Regions from separate parts of the Capra hircus genome. Here region 2 is linked to region 1. Evidence: chromatin contacts called from public Hi-C data. All regions are on one chromosome and are shown on one strand. The core of a region is the stretch at or near the end of the contact, and the rest is flanking DNA. Distances in the headings are between cores, read along the strand shown. Region 1 has its middle 11 kb from the start of E2F2. Region 2 has its middle 25 kb from the start of RPL11.

Region 1 (7,820 bases), core at 1,991-4,490:
CATGCTCCCTCCTACTCGCTGTCCTCTGTGAAGGGAGATTGGTGGCTCTGTGACCTCTCAGCAGGAGAATTCCTTTGCAAAACTAACCTGGCCCTGGAGAAGGGCATGGCAACCCACTCCAGTATTCTTGCTTGGAGAATCCCATGGACAGAGGAACCTGGTGAGCTGCAGTGCCCGGGGTCACAGAGTTGGACATGACGGAAGTGGCTTAGCACGCCTGCATGATAAACCATAGTAGAAAACAATATAAAAAAGAACGCATATATATGTATAACTGAACCACTTTGCTGTAGAGCAGTAAGGAACGAAACATCGTAAGTCAACTACAAGTCAACAAAAATTAAAAACAATAAAAAGCCAAGAAGTCAGGTGGGGCCAGACCACCTAGGATATGACAGCCTTAGCTGGCAGCAGATCAATTCAGTGCTGTCTTTCTGGGGAGCACCAGGCTTTTTCCACCCTAAGCCCAAGTCTTGACTCTTCCTGTCAGTCAGGACAAAAGCTGCTATAAGGCTCAGGAAGCTCAGCTCGGGGCTCTGTGATGACCTAGGTGGGCGGGATGGAGGTGGGGTGGGAGGGAAGCTTAAGAAGGAGGGGATATATGTATGCACATGACTGATTCACTTTGTTGTACAGCAGGAATTAACACAACATTGTAAAGCTTATATTCCAATAAATAAATAAAAGTAATTAACACAAAAATAAAAAAAACTGACCTGGGAGGAAGCCCTGGCTCCAGCTCTTAACCTGAGTATCAGAGCCCAGGTCTCAGTCCTGGTTCTCTCCCCTCCTTGCTGTGCAACCCTGGGCACCTCACTCCACCTCTCTGAGCTTTGACTTCCCATCTGTGAAAGGGGGCGGACCTTTCAAGGTTGTGAGGATTAGAGAAGTGAACAAAAAGTGCCTGGCACATTGTCATTGCTCCCTATATGAGAGCTCTTCAAAGCATGTTGTTTTTTTAACTCAGTAAGAGCTATCTTTTTATATTCTTTAATAAAACAGGGTTATGATCTGGGTGCCTTATGTAATTAATACCCTTTATTGATTTTTAAATACATCTGTTAATCCAATAAAGGTGGTTTTCCTCCTAAAATTATTTTCTTTCCTAATTTATTCATATTTTACAATGTCTGGGCAAGTCATTGGACCTCACTGAGCCTCAGTTTCCGTATTTCTAACATGGGAGAAATGCCTTCCTCATGAGGCTGTTTGGAGAATTCAGTTGAGATGGCGTATGTAAAAGTGCTTTGTACACTGTCAAGTCCAATAACTGTAAGAGATTATTTTTTGCACCCTCCTTCCCTTTCAGTAGGCTGAATTCCTCAAAGACAGGAGGGAGTTTTATTTACCTTTGTATCTCCTGTGTTGAATGTGTAGTAATAAATTTAATAGTAGCATTTATGGTGATAAGAACTTTCATTTCCTGGACACTTGTATTGTGCAAGACTCTGGACTGAGTGCATCTTAATGGAAGGATGAGTGATAGACGCTTAAAAGTTTTGATTCCCTCTGCTGGGAATTGTTTTAGTTTTCTCTTGAGCAAGTTCTGCCTTCCATCCTGCAGACAAATTATTTTTATTCTTGGGCCTCATATGTTGTTTGGCCAATCTAGTCGAACAGCACTGTTTAGTTTCCTTATCTATAAAATGGGGCTAACGATCAACTTAACCTCATATAAAAGTGTCCCATAAATGACAGTAACTTTCCCTTACCCCTTCCTTTCCTCCCCCCTAGACACACCCTTTCCTTGGAGAGGAAGGTGATGACAGAACAAGATGATGAAACTGGGGGGCAGAGAGCTGAGTCCCTTCATTTCTCTGTGCTTTTTTGTTTTGTTTTGTTTTGTTTTGCCCATGCCCCTTGGCTTGTGGAGGGGGGGTCCTTAATTTTCTCACCAGGGATTGAACCCTCACCCTTGGCAGTGAATGTACAGAGTCTTAACCACTGGGCCACTAGGGAATTCCCTCTCTGTGCTTTTGTTTCTTTTTTTGATCAGGGTGGCAGGTCTTCTTGGAATAATTGCCTGATTCTGAGACCCTCCATGTCCAGCCTCCTAAATAACCTCCCCTTTCTGCCATAGCACCAAAGATTTAACTCATCTGGATGTCACGTGCCGGCTGTGATCATGTGTTGTATATTCCAAGTGCCTTTAAGTCCTGGAAGGCAGAGTGGTGTGTTAGGGTTTGACTTCTATTTTTCTAAGCATTTTCTTATCATCTCATCTCATCCTTTATAAACCTTTCAAAGTCCCCAAGCCACACATGGGGCAGCTGAGGCCCTGAGAGGGGAAGGGCCTTGGCTAAGGCCACAGACTGAGTGACAGCCAGTCCTGCGAGCTGAGGCATGCTCCGAGTCCCTCGGAGCTTAGGGACTCCCTGAGCCCCTTGATACCAGGCTTTGTGCTTGACGCTGCCTCACAGAAATATTATGAAGTCGCTGCTCCCCGCCACTTTCCCGATGAGCAAACTGAGACCCAGGCAGGTAAAAAGTTATTTCTCGAGTTGGAATCATGATGTAATCAGGGCCAATTCTAAACTGTGTGCTTTTTGCCCAGTACCCCGAGACCTCTGCAGCTGTTGTTTCAGGGCCCCGAAGATGGCTGCTCCCAAGGCTCTAGCAGTGTGTTGGACCCTAAAGCAGGGAGTGATTGCCAAGGCTGACCCCTATGCCCTGCTCTCTCAGCCCCAGCAGCCCCGGGGTCAAGGGATTCACAGAGCAGGGCCCAGGAGGACCCTCCTGCAGCAGTGATCTGCATGGAGTGTCCACACGCACCGCCCCCCCCCCGCCCCGCCCCAATCCCTAAAGCCCATTGTCTCCCCAGGAGACAATACAGATAAAGGACCCAGCCTAGTGGGCTGCCTGCATCAATCTGTAACCATGGAAACCTGTAGGGAGACAATTCCAAAGCCCCTCCTGTCGCCCTCCACCCTGCAGCTGTGGCTCCAGGAGCCCAGCCTCCAGCAGAACAGGCATTGCTAGTAATCGCTGCCCCCCACCACGGCCACCCCCAAATGGGACACAGCTAGGCTCCCCCCAGCATACATCCTCCCAGAACTGGTGTTGGCAAAGGGTCTTTGGATATGTTTAAGGTCTATACCTCATTTAATCTGCAGGAAAGTTAGTTCCATCAGGTTCTGCATCGGCAAGATGTCACTGATCGCAGGGTCGGGGCCCAGGGCAAAGGTCTCTATAGAATTCTTAACCATCCAGCAGTCAACCAGGACCCAGGAAGGTATTAGGTCTTCAGCGCATGACTTCCCCCTGGTGGCCAATTGCTGCAATTGTCAGTTTCGACTTGAGTAGCCAAACTTGTTACCTCTTTTTCCTTGGTATCTAGTGTGTTCCAGATGCCCACGTACATTTGATCTAATTCTCACAACCACTCTGTGATGTGGGTGTTCTTACCCTCCTTACACATGCTGAAGCCAAGGCTTTCAGATGGCATGCAGAAGGAAGCAAAGATAGCAGAGGGGTTGAGAGGGTGAATCCAGACCGCCCTGGCTCAAAACCAGGCATCACCAGCCTGATGATCTTGAGAAAAGTACCCGAGCTCTGAGTCCGATTCATATTTGTAAAGCAGGAGTGATAACAATACATACTTCATAGCGATGTTACTAGGATTATATAAAACAAGATTTATAAGCCTTCAGAACAGTGATTGGCGCATAATAAGTAAAACCCTGTGCCTTGACACGTCTTAAGCTGTGTGCCTTCAGGAGTATCGTTGAGCTTCTGGCCTCAGTTCTTTCACCTGGGCGTGTATGTGAGCTCAGTCACTGCAGTCCTGTCCGACTCTTTGTGACCCCAAAAGTCTCCTTTGCCCATGGGATTCTCCAGGCAAGAATAACGGAGTGGATTGCTATGCCTCCTCCAGGGGATCTTCCCAATCCAAGGATTGGCCCGCACCTCCTGCGCCTCCTCCATTAGCAGGCAGATTCTTTTACCCACTGAGCCACCCGGGAAGCCCCTCTTTCACCTGTACAGTGGGGCTAATCGTGGCTTCCTCTGAGGACTATCGTGGTAACTAAAGTGGATTTGAGGTATGAATGTACTTGCTTTGCTACTATTAGCATCATTTTTTTTTTTAATCTGCCTTTTTGGGGAGGGCTGATCATGGGGGCAGAGGCATGGGCGGAGAGATGCTACTCTGTCAACAAGCCAGGAGGAGATACTTGAGAATTCTGGTCCCTGCAGTCTCTCTGGTTTGCAGAGTCACAGGGCCTCTGACAGTGGCCAAGGACCTTTCTGGGAAGAGACTGGGAGTGGCCTCTCAACTATTCCAAGAATCTTCCACTGAGTTCATTTCAATCAGCGGTTCTCGGGCTTCTACTCTGCAAGGAACACTGGGCTGAATATGGGGGTGCGACAATAAAGAAGACAAGGAGTGACTTAAATCTGGGGGGAGGGACAGAACAGAATTACAGTGTGAGATGATGACAGGCTGAGATCCCCTACAGGAAGTGTGGAGCAGGGGTCAGAGTCAGCATCTGAGAAACGGGTGCTCTAAGCTATCACCGCTCACACTCACAGTGCGGCCAATACCACTCAGACTCCATAGACTGAATGCCTTGTTTATTTCAAAATAGTTCTGAGTCTTATTTTTTATGTTAGTAGTTGATCTGGATTTTTGATATTGCTGTCCCAGGTTTCAATTCTATTCAGCTGAAGGGTTAAAACACACTCAATTTTTTTAAAATTAGTTTTATACTGGAGGATAGTTGATTAACAATGTTGTGTTAGTTTCGGATGTATAACAAAGTGATTCACGTATACATACACGTGTAGCCATTCTTTTTCAAATTATTTTCCCATTTAGGTTATTACAGAATATTGAGGAGTGATCCTTGTGCTATACAGTAGGTCCTTGTGGGTTATTTATTTTTATCTTTTTTTAAATTTTATTTTTTGGCTTCCCTGCAGAGCATGTGGGATCTTGGTTCCCAGGCCAGGGATCAAACCCATGCTCTCTGCAGTGGAATCACAGAGCCTCTGGACTGCCAGAGATCTAGGCAAGTCCCTGGCTATCTGTTTTAAGTGTTATATACCAGTGTGGACATGTCAGTCCCAAGCTCCCAATCTCTCCCTCCCCCAGTTAGCCCGCTTCCCCGACTATAACCATACATCCATTCTCGAAGTCGATGAGTCTGTGTCTGTTTTGTAAATAGTTCATCTGTATCTATTTTTTTTTAGATTCTGCATAAGTGAAGTCATATTTGTCTTTCTCTGTCTGACTTACTTCACTTAGTAGGATAATCTCAAAAAGTCCAGCCAGGTTGCTGCAAGTGGCATTATTTCATTCTTTTTAAAGACTGAGGAATATTCCATCGTTTACAGGCACCACATCCCCTTTAACCACCCATCTGTAGATGGAAAATACACCCATTTTATTGAGTGTAGTTTGAGATCACCTGTGCATGGGGGGTATATACAGCATTCTCTATGGCTTGTGTATCTGAGAAACTTGTGTCTGAGAGCAGACCTTTTTTTTTTTTCCTGGAGTGAGAGGTGGGGAGAAGCCCAAGCAGAGAGAATAATGTGGGCTAACAGGGAGAGCAGGGAGGTCAGAGGGAGTGTCAAGAGAAGAGTGTTTTATCAAAGCCTAAGGTTGTTGTATGAAGGAGGCTGAAGATCTGAGGGACTTGCAGGGGGTGGGCTGGCCAGGCCATGCCGGGGAGCTATTTGCAAGATCATAAGCTAGAGAGTGACAAGACCAGGTGTGTGTTTTAAAGAGTTCCTTTGGGAAAAGGAGGGAATAAACTGAGAATCACAAGACTCGTAGGTTGTGTTTCCCCAAATTCCTCTGGGCACCTCTGCTGGGACCTGAATCCGATTGCCCTCCTCCAATGAGACCGAACATCTGTGAAAAACATCTTCAGGGCCTGGAAACATCTGGAAAGAATTTGGCCAGTCTGGTAGCCCTGGGCTTCCCAGTGGGCCGCATCTTTCGCATTCTTTTTCTCCTCCCCAAGTCTGTAGGGGGTTGGTTCATTGATTAATAGGTATTATATAGCTTTGCAGGCTTCTGGTAGGTACAAGAGTTCACCTCTAGGTGGCAGCCTTACCCCTTTAACCCCACCAGCTTCCACCTGGAAAGGCCAGAGAGAAGGGACATGATCTAATTTGAAGGTGGGCAACCACCCTCTCAGGTGCCCATCATTACTTCCATTTTTTAGTTGAGAAAACTAACGGCTCTGAGAGGTGAAGGCACCAGTCCAAAGTCACCAGATAGGTGGGCATAGCGGAACTCAGTTTCTCTGAGCCTCAGTTTCCTCATCTGTAAGATGAAACCAATCCACCCCCGGCAACACTGATCGACTTTCTGTCCCTGTGAAAAAGGTGAAAGTGTTAGTCGCTCAGTTATGTCTGACTGTTTGCGACCTCCTGGACTGTCCGTGGAATTCTGCAGGCAAGAATACTGGAAAGGGTTGCTGTTCCCTTCTCTAGGGGATCTTCCCAACCCAGGGATCAAACCTGGGTCTCCTGCATAGCAGGCAGATTCTTTTTACCGTCCGAGCCACCTGGGAAGCCCTACCCATGTGTGGGGGTCACGAACAGCATCCTCTTATGGCCTGTCTCCACTGGAGAAGCGTGGCACTAACATCCTTATGTCGGAATGGTTTCTGTCCCTATAGATTTGCCTATTCTAGACATTTTACCTAAATATAATAATGTAGTATGGAACCTTTTGTGTCTGGTTTCTTTCACTTAGCATAATGTTTTCAAGACTCATGCAGGTGGTAGCAGATATCAGTAGTTCATTTCTTTTTGGCTGAATGATATTCCTTTGGATGGATATACATTTGTGTATCCATTCATCAGCTGATGGACATCTGGGTTGTCTCCATGTTTTGCTCATTGTAAACACTGATGCTGTGAACACCCAGGTATATGTTTTCGTATGAACATGGGTGTATATCTAGGAGTGGAACCCTTGGGTCATATCATAACTCTATCCTGAATATACATTGGAAGGACTGATGCTGAAGCTGAAGCTCCAACACTTTGGCTACCTGATGGGAAGAGCCAACTCATTGGAAAAGACCCTGATGCTGAGAAAGATTGAAGACGAAAGCAAGGGGTGGTAGAGGACGAGATGGTTGGATGGCATCACTGACTCAATGGATATGAATGTGAGAAAACTCCGGGAGATATCGAAGGACCGGGAAGCCTGGCGTGCTGCAGTCCATGGGATCACAGAGTCAGACCCAGCTTAGCAAGTGAACAGCAATAATGGTAGCTGTGTATAACTTTTGGAGGAACTGCCAAACTGTTTTCCAACATGGCTACACCAATTTACATTCCCACCAGCAATATATGAGGGTTTTAATTTCTTCATATCCTGGCCAAAACTTGTTACTAACATTCTTCTTGATTGTAACCATTCTAGAGGGTATGAGTCTTGTGATTTGGATTTTAACTTACTTAATGATTAATGATACTGGGCACCATTTCATATGCTTACTGGCCTCTATGTCTTTTCTGGAGAACTGTTCATTCAAATCTTTTATCTTCTCAATTCACTTTGGTAATATTATGCCCAACACACACAACACATTCATGTACCAACCTGGATTTTCTTCAGCTATCATAGTAACTAGATGAGGAATCCATGATTTGTCCCATTTCTCAGGTGAAGAAACTGAGGCCCAGAGTAGTGGCATGATATGCCCAAGAGGCCACAGCTTACAGAATGTCAGGGCCCAGAGTTTTATTTACTTGACAAATACTCATATAGCATTTACTATGTGCCAGTCCAGAGAACCCCTGAACCTCACATTTCAACAATTTCCCAGTGAAACTATCGTTATCAATAGAACTTC
Region 2 (7,820 bases), core at 1,677-4,176, 90 kb before region 1:
CCAACCCAGAGATCAAACCCAGATCTCCTGCATTGCAGGTGGATTCTTTACCATATGAGCCATCTGGGAAGCCCAAGAATACTGGAGTGGTTAGCCTATCCCTTCTCCAGGGGAACTTTCTGAACCAGGAATCGAACCAGGATCTCCTTCATTGCAGGCGGATTCTTTACCAGCTGAGCTACCAGGGAAGCCCCAGACTGGATTGGAGCGGGGAGGTGCCTAAATCCAATAAGAATGTTCTTGTAAAACAAAACAGGACTCAGAAAGGCACAGAGGAAAAGGCCTTGTGGAGGCAGCAGAGACTGAAGAGAAGTCACCTTCCCAGAGACATCAAGGGTTCTGCTAGAAGTCACCAGAAGCCAGGAGAGGGGCATGGAATGGGACTCCCCCGCCGAAAGAATCTTCAGAAGGAATCGACTCTGCCAACACCTTGAGTTTGGACTTCTGGCCTCCAGAACTACGAGAGAATAAACTTCTGTTGTTTTAAAGCCCCAGGTTTGTGGTACTGCCTTAAGGCAGGAAAATAATACATAGGGGATACCGGTGCTTTCCAAGTGGATAACTAAAGAATTACCCAGTAGTAACTACCTGTGGGGAGAGGCAGTGACTGGGAGGGGTGAGAAAGAGAAGATTCTAGGGCGGGGTGCTGGTCGTGCTTATCATGTTTTTTCTTCGTCTGGGCTTAGGCTATGCTTGTAGGTTTATTTTGGGTCTATGCATTGAGCTGTACGCTTAGGATTTGTGTTCTCTTGTGTGTTTATTATATTTCAAGAAAAAGTTAAAAAGATAAATTGCACAGATTGACACATAACTCTATAAATGCTTTGAAACAAAACTCCAGGGTTATTGGAGACACTGGCTTTCTTCCCATGTTCCCTGGTTTGGAATGCTCTTGGGAGTTTAACATAAAACTGTGAACCTTGCCTTGAAGTTTGGGGGAGGAAAACTGTGTAAATAATTCAGCTTTGTTTATTCATTATGTCGGATCCACTGAGTTCCTTCCTCTCTTCTGGGATTCCATCTCTAAGAAGATGTGCTTGTTGCTTTTTTTTTAAAGTATGTGTTTTACACATACTCGTTGTAACAATAACAACTACTCACATCTATCGAGCACTTTGTTTCAGGAACCTAACAGATACTACTTCATTTCGCGCTCACTGCAGTCCTATGGGGAGCTTCCCAGGTGGTTCAGTGGTGAAGAATCCGCCTGCTAGTGCAGGACACCCGGGAGACGCAGGTGCAATCCTTGGGTTGGGAAAATGGCAACCCACTTCAGTATTCTTACCTGGGAAGTCTCACGGACAGAAGAGCCGGGTGGGCTACAGTCCAAGGGGTTGCAAAGAGTCAGGCACAACTGAGCAACAGAGCACGTGTGGGCACGCACGCGCGTGCACACACACACACACACACACACAGTCCTATGGGGAAGTTTTTATTGTATCCCAATTTATAGAAAATGAAGAGGCTCAGAGAAGTAAGGAGCTTGTCAACCTTGCCCGGTAAGGACTGCCATTAGCTGCAGAGTCAAGAACCTGATTGCTGTAAACATCCTCACACCACCCCTCCCCCTCTTTATGCTCCAGCTTTACTGCCTACTTCCTGCTCTGAGCCTCCCATGGGGTTTCATGCCCCCTTGCCTTTGCACATGCTCTTCTCTCTCTCTGGAGTGTTCTTTCTCCTTCTTGGCCGAGCAAACTCCTATTCATCCTTCAAGACCCTGTTCAGCTTACACTCATTCTCTTTGAGCCAGTCACCCAGCTTTCAGTCAAACCTGTCCTCAGGCGTGTCTTTCCCGCCTCGGTGCCTCGTAGAAGCACTATCGTTGAACCCAGCACTTGCTAGTGTGGATTTTCGTGTGTCTGTCTCACCGAGAGACAGAGAGACAGACTGAGAGCTCTCTGTGGCCTCCTTTCCTTTTTAAATATTTACTTGTCTGCACCAGGTCTTGGCTGCAGCATGCGTGATCTTCAGTCCTGGCAGGCAAACTCTATAAGTCGTGGCATGTGGGATCTAGTTCCCTGACCAGGGATCAAACCTGGGGGCTGCTGTATTGGGATCGTGGAGTCTTAGCCTCTGGACCACCAGGGAAGTCTCTGTGGCCTCCCATTCCATCGCAGCACAGGGCCTGGCACCTGTGAGTGATCAGAATATGCTGAGCTGAGCTGAACCAACTGCAGCGAGTCTAAGATGCTGATCCTTCCTCATGACACAGCAAAGGGAAAGAGGCTGCTGACCAGATAATACAAATATGTGGCAGCGTGGTTAGGGACACCCGCTCTGTAGCCAGACTGTCTGGGTTTAAATCCCAGCTCCACCCTTTATACCTGCTGTGTGCCCTGCTGTGCCCGAGACGCCTCTTCTTTATGACAAAACAGGCACAGCCTTGAATGAGGATTAAGGGATTAATGCTGGTGAAGTGTGAAACATATACCTGGCACACAGGAAGTGCGATGAAGATTAAGTATTCATCCTGGGAGGGGCAGACAACAAGAGGATGACTCTTCATTGTTTGGTGTTAGTGGCATTGGTAACTGAACTGTGCTCTGGACCCTATGTAATCGCGCTGCAAACTCTGAAATAGATGCTATCAGTATCCTCCTTTCCAGATGAGGCGGCTGAGGCTCGCCTGCCTCTTACAGGTGAACAGCGGCATCCGTCTGACTCCGTCCACTGCCTTCTCCCCACAGTCATTTTCTCCCTAAGCGTTCCTTCCCGATCAGGTATGGGAGTGGGGGGCTGGGGGGTTCTATTTCTATTGCCACTGTCCCCAGGAACGCTGCAGGTGACAGTCTCAAGAGCAGTACCTGGCCAGGTGCTGGAGGGGTAGCCTGGCCCATAGTCCCAGGATGGGCTGCTGAACCTCCTCGGTTTCCCCAGGAAGGGGTTAGGCAAAGAGGGGCCCAGCCATCTGGGGTGGCAGGGGAGAAGGGAGACCTGCTTCTTGCCTTCTCCAGACTTTCCTTCCCAGCAGCCTTTCGGGGAAGCCAGCCCAGCGCAGAGGCGCTATCTCAGGGCCCCCAGATGCGCCCCACCCCGTGCTACTCCACGAGAGGCCACTGCAGAGGGGACTATATGTGTCCTGGTGGCTCCCTGCTACCAATCGGCCCAGTGTAGCTTGGGTCTCCTTGCCGCACGCCCTCACAACAAACCTGGCCTCCCCAGCCTGCGCCCAAACCCACGAGCTTCATTCATTCACTCACTTTTTCAGCAGGTGTTTACCTGATGCCAGGACCACATGTGAGGTTTTGTGTAAAGTGTTGGGGAAACAACAGGAGTCAAGACCATTAACTTGACCCTCATAGGCGGGAGAACAGGGTGGGAAGACGGATATGAAGCAGACCCAGTGGAACCTGGCTTGATGAAACTCCAATGAACCCACTCGAGGATTAACCACCACCCTCCATTCTCTCAGTAAAACCCACAGCCTGGAGCTCAGGAGACAGTGTTCAAGGCCAGTGGGTCTCTCTGCCATCTGTCCCACATGTCTAGTTTTATCTAGAGTTTTGGTACCTGTCCATTACCAATCCCCATTGGGTCAGAAGCAGATGTGTATTTACTGATTTAAATATAAAGAGTTAAATATAAAAGTTATGACTAACCTAGACAGCATATTAAAAAGCAGAGACATTACTTTGCCAACAAAGGTCCATCTAGTCAAAGCTATGGTTTTTCCAGTAGTCATGTATGAATGTGAGAGTTGGACTATAAAGAAAGCTGAGCGCCAAAGAATTGATGCTTTTGAACTGTGGTGTTGGAGAAGACTCTTGAGAGTCCCTTGGACTGAAAGGAGATCCAACCAGTCCATCCTAAAGGAGATCAGTCCTGAATATTCATTGGAAGGACTGATGCTGAAGCTGAAACTCCAATACTTTGGCCACCTGATGCAAAGAACTGACTCATTTGAAAAGACCCTGATGCTGGGAAAGGTTGAAGGCGGGAGGAGAAGGGGATGACAGAGGATGAAACAGTTGAATGGCATCACTGACTCAACGGACATGAATTTGAATAGACTCCAGGAGTTGGTGATGGACAGGGAGGCCTTGCATACTGCAGTCCATGGGGTCACAATGAATCAGACAAGACTGAGCAACAGAGCTGAACCACTAACACACAGTATGAGTGCTCAACAGGAGAAATATTGCAAGTGTATAACGGGGATCTGATGCCATTTTAGCAATGCTGGAGGGCTTCCCAGAGGAGGTGACTTTTTTTTTTTTCAATTAAAAACATTCTTTACTTATTTTGGCTGTGCTGGGTCTTTGTCGGTGCACCCAGGCTTTCTCTAGCTTCAGCGAGCAGGGTTTCCTCTCTAGTTGTGGTGCCCGGGCTTCTCATTGTGGAGGCTTCTTTTGTTGCAGAGCAGGGCTCTGGGGTGCGTGGGCCTCAGTATTTGTAGCACTCGGGCTCCAGAGCACTGGCTCAGCAGTTGTGGTGCACGTGCTTAGCTGCCCTGTGGCATGCAGGATCTTTCTGGACCAGAGGTTGAACCCATGTCGCCTGCATCAGCAGGTGGATTCTTAACCCCTGGGCCACCAGGGAAGCCTGAGGAGGCGACTTTCAAGCTGGGAAGGGTGATGAGGAGTCGGCCCAGGTGTGGGGCCTTTCAGGCCCCTCACCAAACCCACCTTGCTCAGCCACAGTCAGACAGCACATGCTCCAGAGCCGTCACCAAGGTGTGACAGCCATCTCTCAGCCACTCTCCCTCCCCATCACACATTCAGACACACGGTAACAAGACCCCTCCTCCAGCAGCAGGACCATTTGCCCCCTGCTCCCAGCCTGACATCTGGATAGCCCGTCTGCTTTCCATCAATCCCTTCCTCCCGGAGTCACACTTCCTGTGTTCAGATTCCCATGTCAGATTCGCTTGTGCATAACCTCGGGCAGGGCGCATCACTCCAGCCCCCCGATACTGCTGCTGCTCGGTGTAAATGAGGGGTAAGTCATCCTTCCCACCTCTCAGGATCATCGAGAGGATTAAGGGTGATGTCCCCCCAAAGCACCTACCTCCCGTCTGCCCCTCAACAGTGGTAGCTCAGCTTAGGGCCCTCGCTGTCTTTACCCCTCACCCTGGCCTGGCTCTGACTGCTCCCTTTTGCCTTCTGCAGGGCCTCTGTCTCTGCCTCCCTCCTAGCTCACTGCCTGCCCCCCACCCCCGCCACCTTCTACCCACCCTCCCTTCTTTTTCTCCCTTTCCTCCTTCCTGAAACTGAAACCAGAAGATCTGAGGGGCTGGGGAAGGAGGAAGGGACAGCCATTTCCCAAGGTGGAGGGGCTTCTGCCTAGAAAGCCCCATGCAGAGCCTGGGGTGGCCTCTGCAAGGCGTCGTCCCACAGGGACAAACCTGGGCAGGCCGGGTCACTACCTGACTAGATTCCCATCTGTGAGCCAGAAAGAGAGGGGATTGGCCTAGACGCCCTCCGGGGGACACTCTGGGAGCTAAGGCCACACTGGGGTGGAGGGAAGGGCAGCTGCGGTGTGAACGGCATCTCACGGACACGGATTTGAATCCAGGGTCCTCCTCTACTTCTCGGCGACATCTTGGAGAAGCACTTCCCCTCTCTGAGCTCTGGGCTCCTCGTGGTGAACTGGAGCCAACTAACAATCCCTGCCCATTAGCCTCCCAGGACGGTTGGGAGGACACAGTGCTGAGAAAGCGGGGCAGAAAAAGAATTGCGCTGGGAAGGAGCCAGTCAAGTTCCACGTTTGGCCAGCAGGTGGGGCCATCGTAGCGCCCGCCTCTCCGCCCCTCGCCTCCCTGCAAGCAGGCTCCCGGGTCAGAGCCTAACGGCGGCCTGCCTCTGCTTGGATGGAGATGTTTGCCGAAGCAGGCAAAACTGAGTCTAGAGTGTTTGTTAAGAGTCAGACTTTGGAGCTGACAGATCCAGACTGGACTGATTCAGTTCAGTTTGGTTCAGTCGTTCAATTGTGTCCAACTCTTTGCGATCCCTTGGACTGAAGCACGCCAGGCCTCCCTGTCCATCACCAACTCCAGAAGCTTACTCAAACTCATGTCCATCGAGTCGGTGATGCCATCCAACCATCTCATCCTCTGTCGACCCCCTCTCCCCCCACCCTCAATCTTTCCCAGCATCAGGGTCTTTTCCAATGAGTCAGTTCTTCTCAGCAGGTGGCCAAAGGACTGATTCTACCCATTTAATCAAGGCAGTGTGACTTTGGGTAACTGGCTTAACCTCTCGGAACCTCAGTTTCCCCATCTAAAGAATGCTGATGGCATCTTTCCTTCGGGGGTTGTCTGATTCCATCTAGGATGATTGGTTGATTCCATCTAGGATGAAAGTCTTCTGCAGGGGGTCAGTGTTCAGCGATGCGATCAGTACAGCTGGCTTCAGAGAGGCGCCAGCTGCCCTTCCCTCCCAAGTGGCCCAGATTCAGCCACTCTCCGCTACCTAGGTCCAGCTGCACCAGACTTCACTCCTGCTGTCTGTGTGGAACATTCTTCCCATCCAGGTTTCCTGACTTCCTAAAAAAGTTGAGACTTCCCCACCCCCCAACCATATGTTTAAACTTTACTGAGCTCTAATTTATATAACATAAAAATCTAACCATTTTAAGTGTACAATTTGATAATTTTTAGGAACTGTTTCCCCACCACCACCACAAACATTGATTCTGTTATTGAATCTTTGAGTATAAGCCAGAGAAGTAAGCAAAAAGCTGGCAATAGACCATATGACGTCTTCTCTTCCAAGGGAGGGATGCAAGGCAGCGCTCAAGACTTTACTTTCCAAGCCGTGTGTCTCAAATTCAACCTCTCTCCAGAGTCCTGAACTCGCTCTCCAGAGCCCCATTGGACATCGCCACATGGCTACCCACGGTCCCTCTCATGCAGAGCACCCCCAGCCAAACTCATCATCACCTCTCCCTCCTTCACCTGTTTCATCACTTCCCACTTCTCTCTTCTTGGCTTCTTCAGACCAGCAATCCCACCCGTGTTCTCAGCACTTTGCTCAGGACCTGGCACTTAGTAGGTGCTCAACAGAAGAGTGCTCTCTGCATGAATAAAATAATCAGTATCATTCAGTCCCTCAAGTTTGATTGCTCTCCCATCATATCCTGCCTGCCAGCCACCCTGTTAAATGGAACCTGGAACTGTCCGGTTGGGGTCCACCCCTGCCCAAGCCTTAGAGCTCCTGCCCTCCACTGTTCCGGTGGCCTCTCCCCTACCTGTCTCCCGATCCCCTCTGGCTTTTCTCCCCCTGTGGTCCTAGAGTGACTTTCAAAAAACCACATCCGATCTCAACATCCTCATCCTAAGAACATGCTGCCTATTCTAAATAAATTCAGATCCCCCAGCTGAACAGAGGCAGCCCTTCAGTGTTTGGTCCCAGCCCATCTCTCCAGCCTCGGCCTCATCCCTCTTGCCTCTCCAACTCTTCCAGGTTCTAGTCACCCCAAACTACAAGAGCAGTTTGACACCATGGCCCCAAGGCAGCTCTGGAGCCAGCCTGGCTGGAGTTCACGCCTAGTAGCAGAGCCTCTTTGCGCCTCAGTGTTCTCATCTATAAAATGGGAGTGAGAATAGCTCCGATCTTGTAGGGCAGGAATAGGGATTAAATGAGGTGGTGAAGGTAAAGCCTTTGGAATAGAGCCAGGCCAACCGCCAGGAGTCAGCAAATGTTAGTTTCATGTCACCGCATGCCCAGCAAGCAAGCACGCACGTTTTGCTCCTTGGGTTCGTTCGCAGAGACTGTCTTTCCCTCGTCTCGCCACCAGGGACGCTGCGACTCGTTCCCTAGCCCGGGAAGATCGTCTCCACCTGCTCCAGGCCCCTCAAGTCCACTTTAATCAGAACATCC

The links. A called contact is a pair of places that touch in the nucleus more often than the background predicts.
Region 2: a contact with region 1 is called in a Hi-C map of blood, with 9 times the contacts expected there. The contact joins two enhancer-like sites. A contact is called at or near these places in 4 of 5 Hi-C or Micro-C datasets (blood and liver).

The regions. Positions count from the first base shown.
Region 1 is chr2:6,634,106-6,641,925 of ARS1.2, reverse strand. No RefSeq gene overlaps it. Among named protein-coding and RNA genes, the nearest start is that of E2F2, 11 kb to the right of the region's middle. Within about 2 kb of position 3,240, at least 2 of the 5 cell types and tissues checked have an H3K27ac peak or open chromatin away from gene starts, as enhancers often do.
Region 2 is chr2:6,723,582-6,731,401 of ARS1.2, reverse strand. No RefSeq gene overlaps it. Among named protein-coding and RNA genes, the nearest start is that of RPL11, 25 kb to the left of the region's middle. Within about 2 kb of position 2,926, at least 2 of the 5 cell types and tissues checked have an H3K27ac peak or open chromatin away from gene starts, as enhancers often do.